Regions from separate parts of the Bos taurus genome. Here region 2 is linked to region 1. The links are chromatin contacts, called in public Hi-C maps. All regions are on one chromosome and are shown on one strand. The core of a region is the stretch at or near the end of the contact, and the rest is flanking DNA. Distances in the headings are between cores, read along the strand shown. Region 1 holds the start of PHGR1 (proline/histidine/glycine-rich 1). Region 2 overlaps IVD (isovaleryl-CoA dehydrogenase).

What was found. A called contact is a pair of places that touch in the nucleus more often than the background predicts.
Region 2: a Hi-C map of liver shows a contact between it and region 1, with 2.9 times the contacts expected there. The contact joins the enhancer-like site here to the promoter of PHGR1 in region 1. A contact is called at or near these places in 6 of 11 Hi-C or Micro-C datasets (4-cell embryo, 8-cell embryo, blastocyst and 3 more).

The regions. Positions count from the first base shown.
Region 1 is chr10:35,965,704-35,969,323 of ARS-UCD2.0, forward strand. PHGR1 (proline/histidine/glycine-rich 1) reads left to right here and starts at 1,790. Exons shown (of 4, transcript NM_001206783.1): 1 at 1,790-1,823.
Region 2 is chr10:36,033,702-36,037,285 of ARS-UCD2.0, forward strand. It overlaps IVD (isovaleryl-CoA dehydrogenase), which reads left to right. Exons shown (of 12, transcript NM_001034382.2): 12 at 1-938. Among named protein-coding and RNA genes, the nearest start is that of IVD, 13 kb to the left of the region's middle. Within about 2 kb of position 2,025, at least 56 of the 102 cell types and tissues checked have an H3K27ac peak or open chromatin away from gene starts, as enhancers often do. A contact at or near this core is called in liver and skeletal muscle, where this site is marked.

The DNA of each region.
Region 1 (3,620 bases), core at 540-3,039:
CTAGATTTCACATGATCATTGTTCTCCTGGATTGAAACAGGGCCCGACCGAGCCCCTTGGCCTGAGGGTGGGAGTGTCAGTGGGCCTGTTTCATCCAGCACAGGGAGCCCAAGTGTAGGCAGCCTGAACTCAGGTCAGCTGAGGAGCTGCCTTTCTGGGAGAGATCCTCCTGCTCCTTTCTCTAGGAAGAAAAAAAAAAAAACCTTAAATTTGTAGAAGAGAGAGAAAAATAAGCACAGAAATCGAGACCAGTTATAACCCAACAGTAACTACGTGAAACAGATTCAAGTGATGGGTGTGTATTGATAAACATAAAGATTGCTTCCAGGACTATAGAGTGGATACTTTTCCCTCATGTGTTAAGCTTTTAAATTATCAGCTGTATTGATTTAGTGGCTTCCCAGGTGAAAGTGGTAAAGAATCCACCTGCCAATGCAGGAAATTCAGGAGACGAAGGTTCCATCCCTGAGTCAGGAAGATCCCCAGGAGGAGAAAATAGCAACCCATTCCAGTATCCTTGCCTGGGAAATCCCGTGGACAGAGGAACCTGGCAGGCTACACAATCCAAGGGTCGCAAAGAGTCGGATGTGACTAAGCAACGGAGCAAACAGCACACAACTACACTTGAACCTTGCCTTCATTCACCAGATTGTTACTGGACACCTGCTGAGCGCCAGGAGATTCTGCTAAAGGCCAGTCCCTGGGAATACAAAGGTGAGCAGACAGTCCTGTGGAGCAGGAGACAGGAGAAGAAAGAACCCAGGGAGAGAGGGGAGCTTGTAACAGGGCACCTGGTCTGTCTGAAAGGGCCTAAGGGAGGTCAAGGGGTGTGGCTCACAGCAGAGGCCAGTGGCTCAGGGGGCCCAGGCCCCAGGGGCTTACAGAGCACAGACAGCTGGCCCGCTGCAGTGTGGACTGCAAAACCCCTTCCTGCTTGTCGATATTCCATCTCCAAAGTCCTGCCTTTGTTTTGGTTTTCTTTTTTTTTATATCCTGGCAAGTGATTAATCTCATCCCTAGTCCTGCTTGAAAACACTTTTTTAAATTGAAATGTAGTTGATTGACAATTATTTTCGTAGATTATATTCCATTAGAGGTTATTACAAGATGATGAGTATAGTTGCTTATCTTTGTTGCTTATCTATTTTATATATGGTACTTTGTATCTGTTACTCCCATGCCCCTGATGTGTCCCTCCCCTCTTTGACAACAAGCTTTGTTTTGTTTTTTTCCTGACTCATTCAGTTTCCACTCCCAGGCAGCTCCCTGACCTGGGGTGCACATGGGAGAGGTCAGGCCTGGGGTTTGCTATGCAGAGCAAAGGTTCCACAGGCCCCTCCACGAGGCGCATCGTTTCCGCCTCCACCCATGGGAACAGGCGATAATCTCACTATTCTGTATGACTCAGTGGGTTAACTAAAGAGTGTGAAGCACCTTGTGGCCTGACATTCAGTAGAAGCTTCGTAAGTGTTCAGAGATGGCCCCTGGGTGCTAAACAGCCTTGCCATGGTGTGGGCCCCCGGCCTTGGTTCTGTGGCATCTTGTTACCAGACTGATGGGGTACTGGGTTCTTCCCTGCTCCCTCCCACCCAGCCTCCTTACACACACACACACACACACACACACACACACACACCCCCACCCTGCTTCCAACCACTCTTTGCCCTGTTCAAGTTTAGCCCAGCCCTGTTCATTCCTCCACACCCTCTGCCCGGATCCTCCCTGTGGACCTGACCATGCTAGCCCCTCCCCATCCTTTACAAATACTCCTGAGGACAGCCAGCACCTTAGATCGCCTATTGCCCCCTGTTCTGCACTCCCAGGTAAGGGTCCAGCTCTGTGGGCTGTGGGAGGCGACAGGAGGGGCTCTGTGAGCTCGTGTTGTGGCCTTTGTGATCATGGTCCCCCTGGGTACGTGTGTCTGTGTACTGAACTGGTATCTGTGTCACTGTGTCGTATGTGGGTGTCGTGTGTGGGTGTCGGTCTGTTTCTCTCATAAATGCAATGTAGGCCTGTGTGCTGTGTCTAGGTGTCTGCCCCCTGCCCGGCCCTGCCCTGACTCCTGGGTCTGCTCTCTACTTGAGTTAGAAGTGAATTTACAGCCTCTAATGTGCCAGGCACAGGGGTTTAGCTGAGGTCGAAGGGATTGTATTAGTTCCCTTCCAGAGCCACCAACTCCTCTCCCTCAAGCACCTTAGTCTGAACTGGGGAGGGACAGTCTAAGGCCTGTCTTTTTTTTTTAATTGAGGTATAATTATCGATATCAATGTCTATATCAGGTGTCCAACAGCTTGTACCATTTGACTGCCTTCACCCACTCCACCCAAGCTCCACTCACCACCTCTGGCAACCACCAATCTGTTCTCTGATTCTATGAGCTCAAAGTTTTGTTTGTGGATTTTTTTAGATCCCACATGTTAGTGAGATTATATAGTACTTGTCTTTCTCCGACTTAACTTCATTCAGCATAATGCCCTCAAGATCCATCTATGCTGTCACAAATGGCAAGATTTCATTCTTTCTTATGGCTAAATAATATTCATTGTGTATAATTTACATTTTATTTATCCATTCCTCTGTTGATGGACACTTAGACTGTTTTCATATCTTGGCTGTTGTAAATAATGCTGCAATGAATATGTGAAGGTGCATAGATTTTTTCAAGTTAGGGTTTTTGTTTTCTTTGGATGAATACCCAACAGTGGAATTACTGGATCATATGGCAGTTCTATTTTTAATTTTTTGAGGAACCTCATAGTGTTTTCAGTAGTGGCTGTACCAATTTACATCCCCTTTTCTCCACATCCTTGCCAACATCTTTCTTATTTTTTGGATAACAGCCATTCTAACGAGTGTGAGGTGATATCTCATTGTGGTTTTGGCTTCCATTTCTCTGATGATTACTGATGTTGAGCACCTTTTCATGTACCTGCTGGCCATCTGTTTGTCTTCTCTGGGAAAAAAAATGTCAAGTTCTCTGCCCATTTCTTAATGGGATGGGGTTTTTTCCAAAGCCAGTCTTTTCTCTTTCTTCCAAGTCAGATCCTGGCTGGCCCTAACATTTTCTTTACCACTCCCTCCTCCAGAACTAGTCCCACGAATCTCTTCCAGACTCATCACTCATTAAGGGGAAGGAGGAGGGGGCAAGAAGGATCATAGCATAGCTCAGAGGCTGACCTCAGCTCAACATTTGTGGCCCAAGTAAAAGCCAACAAAATAGGTGACTCAAAAGGTGCCAGGGTCCTGTGTTGCAAGAGGCTTGGGCTGTTGTAGTACAGACGTGTGTGCGTGTATGTGGTATGTAAACATTTGTGCTTCTATGTTCAACAACCAGAGTAGCCTGGCATTTGGTCTGTATGTTACATATTATATTCTGAGTTGTGGGTCAGAAAAAAAAATGAATATACCGCATTCGCACTGGGTCCATTCTGGAATTGCCCATTATGACTTATGGACCAGCCCCATGCAAGACAATGCCAGCCTTGGCACCAGAGCACCTCAGAAGCCCAGAAGCTCCATCCTGTGGTAGCACACTTGTTGGCAGATGACAAATTGACTCAAACCACCAAGCCAGCTTCCACTCCTAGTGGGAAGAGGCAGGAACAAGCAGCTTGGATCAG
Region 2 (3,584 bases), core at 775-3,274, 68 kb after region 1:
CTCCAGCCGAGGCTGCCTGCGCACATTTCTCTGGACACCCTATGGCTATTTGTTATCACTCCACAGTGGCTGCTGCCATTTTGTATTAAACATATCATGAAGCAAACCCATCTGCTTCTAAACTGGTGTTTTGGGAGAGAAGCAGTCTACTTGTTCCTGCCTTCTGTCTGGCTCCAGCCCTGTGTCCTTGGAGCGCAGCTGATCCAGGCCCTGCTTCCAGCCTGCTCACTGGTGATGGGAGACGCAGGGGTGGAATCAACCCACAGGAGAGAGGAGTACTCAGTCCTCCTTTTCCAGATCTTGCAGTGATTTTTAAAGAAAGGAGGGAGCCCAGGGTGGAAAAAGTCTTGGAGCCAGAAGGAAACATAAATTGCCGGAAACCATCCCCATGTTTTTTTAAAAGGATCAAAACAATTTGGTTTTCCCCAAATCAGAACTGGAGCTAGAATCCAGATCAGCAGAAATAGGGGTTCTGAGAATGCCAGCGTGGAGCCCCACTGCATGGCTGCTTGGATGGAGCACAGTCAGGGTGTGACATTTTTGGGTTGTCCCACTCCATCTGAGTTCCCTAAAAGAGACCTGGTTTTCTTGGTCCGCAGCCCAGCGGCGCCTGTTCTGACGTTTGGTCCTGGCCTGTAGCCAGGAGCTGTTCCCAGCCTGATGCTTGTGACAGGTGCTATCCGTTCCTTGCCAACCCCAGCCCAGTCCTATGCTGAGGGGCTTGTAGCCCTGTCCCTTCAGTTTCCCACCCTGCTCCCTACTGTGTTGGAGATGAATGTGGCTAAAATGGTGGTCTTGCTGGACTTAAAATGTAACTGGGGACTTCCATGGCAATCCAATGGTTAAGACTCTGTGCTTGCAATGCAGTAGGTGCAGGTTTGATCCCTGGTTGGAGAATTAAGATCCCACATGCTTTGGCACCAACTGAAATGTGTTCTGGAAAAAAAAATAAAAAAATAAAAAAAGATCCCACATGCTGCATGGTGCAGACAAAAAATAAATAATAATAAAGTTTTCAAAATAATAAAGTGTAGCTGGAAGCCCAAAAACATCAGAATGGGGTATTTCAGCCAGTCAGTGAGGATAATGTAGCTCTGCCTCCAGCGTGGGGAGAACAATGATTTTACAGATGCTATATGTGAAATAAAAATATTTAAAAGTAAAGCCAAAAAAGTGAAGTCTGAGTCGTGAACAATGGGAAAGCAGGGGCCACGGGGTTCTTGGAGTGTGGGGTTGATTACATGCATTGTGCAACTCTGCAGCACGAGCTGCCAGCACCGCTCCTTCCGGGGGGCTGCCTCCTTCCACTCCAGTTTTAGGCAGGTCACTATCAGCCCAGTTCCCCTGCTGACGACCATCCCGTTCTTTGTTTTCCTACTTGCCTGCCTGTCCTGACGGCAACAGAAGCTAAGGGAATGGTTTTCCAAGTGTGGTCTGGGCACACCCTTTATCAAAACTTGGCAACCCTGTGGGGAAAACACACACACACACACACACACACACACACACACACACACGGATTCCTATATGGGCCCCAGACCTAATCACACCTCCAGGGATAATGAGGAGGTACAGGCAATCTTTTAGAACAGCTGAGCTGGGGCCTTGAGGACACGCCTCCAGCGGCCCGAGTCCCAAACTCATATAACCTGGTAACGACACTTCTTCCCCTATATAAATATTTCAACTCTCATTTTGCAATACTAACTCCTTGATCATGACAATCCGGTCCAAGACACAAAGTTGGCGCCGGGCCCGCTTCCGGAAGATGGGTGAGTTGCCCACCGTAGGCGAAAAAACCGTAGGTGAACCAGCCACGCCCAGACGTGGAGCCAAGGCTGGTGTCAGCCAAGCGTGGGGGACTGAGAAGGAGCGCCTCTTTTTGATTTGGGGACGGACGCCCAGTCCACGTCCGCCTGATGGAACCGAGACCCGGGACCCTCAGTCGAGAACCCCAGCCTAGGGCAGGTCCAGGGTCCAGAGGGTCCAGGGCCCTCCCTCTGCCAGACCGTCTCACCCGAGGCGTCGCGCGCACCGCGGAGCTCGGCTCTGGCTCTGGCTCTGGCTCGCGAGCTCGGGCTCGGGCGCGGCTCCGCCAGTCCTGCGTGGAGCTCTCCTGACCCCTGTCGGCCGCTCGCCACAACTGCAGGGTGCTTGCGACTGGCGGCTACCAAACTCGTATTTCAAGATGCATAGGGCTCAACAACAGCCGGCTATTCTCTATCTTATATCGCTTCATACAAGAAAGGCCACTTTTTATCAATTAAAAAAAAACATAAATTCAGAACAAAGGCCGGTTTGTGCGGGGGTGGGAGTTATTTGTTTTATGTGAATGGTTTTTGAACTATGTTAATTTAAAGAAACAAAAACTGCAAACCCTCCCCTCCATCCAGTTCCACGGTGAAACTCCTTTTGAATCTTTAAGAGCTTTCTGTTGGTAATTCACTTCATGCTTTTAAGCGATATGGCTACTTTACTGGTTTAATTGCAGATAGATCTTTAAAGTGCACACGTTTGATTTATAAGAAGTTCACTACATGACTCATGTCCACAGGCCAGCATGTGGGGCCCTAGGATCAGATGATTCAAAGCCCCATCCACATTTCTGGCTGTCCCTGCCTCTGCCCACACTAGTCCCAGAGGGGAGCCCTGTGTGACACACCTGGTCACTCTGGCAAGGATCTGTTCCTGAAAATGGCCTCTCCTGCACCCACCACCCACTCTCAGACACAGCTAGCCTGTCAGAATAGTTCTTTGATCCACAACAACCTGACAACTTGCCTGTCTTCTTCCAATCCATATACCTCAACCCTTCCTCTGTATTGAGCTAGGGTAACTATCAAGCCCCTCTAAAGCCTCCAGTGGCTCCCAGCACTTATAAGATCTAAAGTTTGCCAGGCAAATGTGACCCTGATCTGCCTTGGCCATCCCTTCCAGCTGCTCCTCTCCCATCCCTGCTGAGTACTTGTATTCTGGTTGGAAACAGTCCTCCTGAAACTGTTTCTTACCCTGTACCTTTGCTCCAGCTTATCCCTCTGCAGAGGATGTCCTAGCCCTTCATCTTGGTCTTGTTTCCTCATCCCTGAAAGCTTCAGTTCAGGAACTGCCTCCTTCAGGAAGGCCTCCCTTCTCCAACCTTTCCTAGTCCTCTGTCCCCATCTCACCCATCCTGAGTGGTGCCTCTTCCTGCTTCTCCTGGGCATCTCTACATCAGGGGCTTTCCCCACTGTCATAGTTATCTCGTCTGTGTCTGTTCCCATGCATTAGACTAAGAACTTAAGGGTCAGGGTTGTGATTGAACTGCCTTTTTATGTTCACTATCCAGCACAGTTTCTGGCACATAATAGGTGTTCAACAAACATTTACTGAAAGTGCAAATGAGAGGTCATGTGATACTAAGCTCACATTTTGCCTGTATTGATACCATAGTTATTTGTATATGTGATTACCTCTGTATACGGTACAGATCTTTGAGGTCAAAGACCATTTCTCACTTATCTGAACCCTCCTGACAGCACCCAGTACTCACAGTAAGTGCTCAGTGGCTATGTTCACGCTGAATGAGTGAAACAACAGGTGGGCCA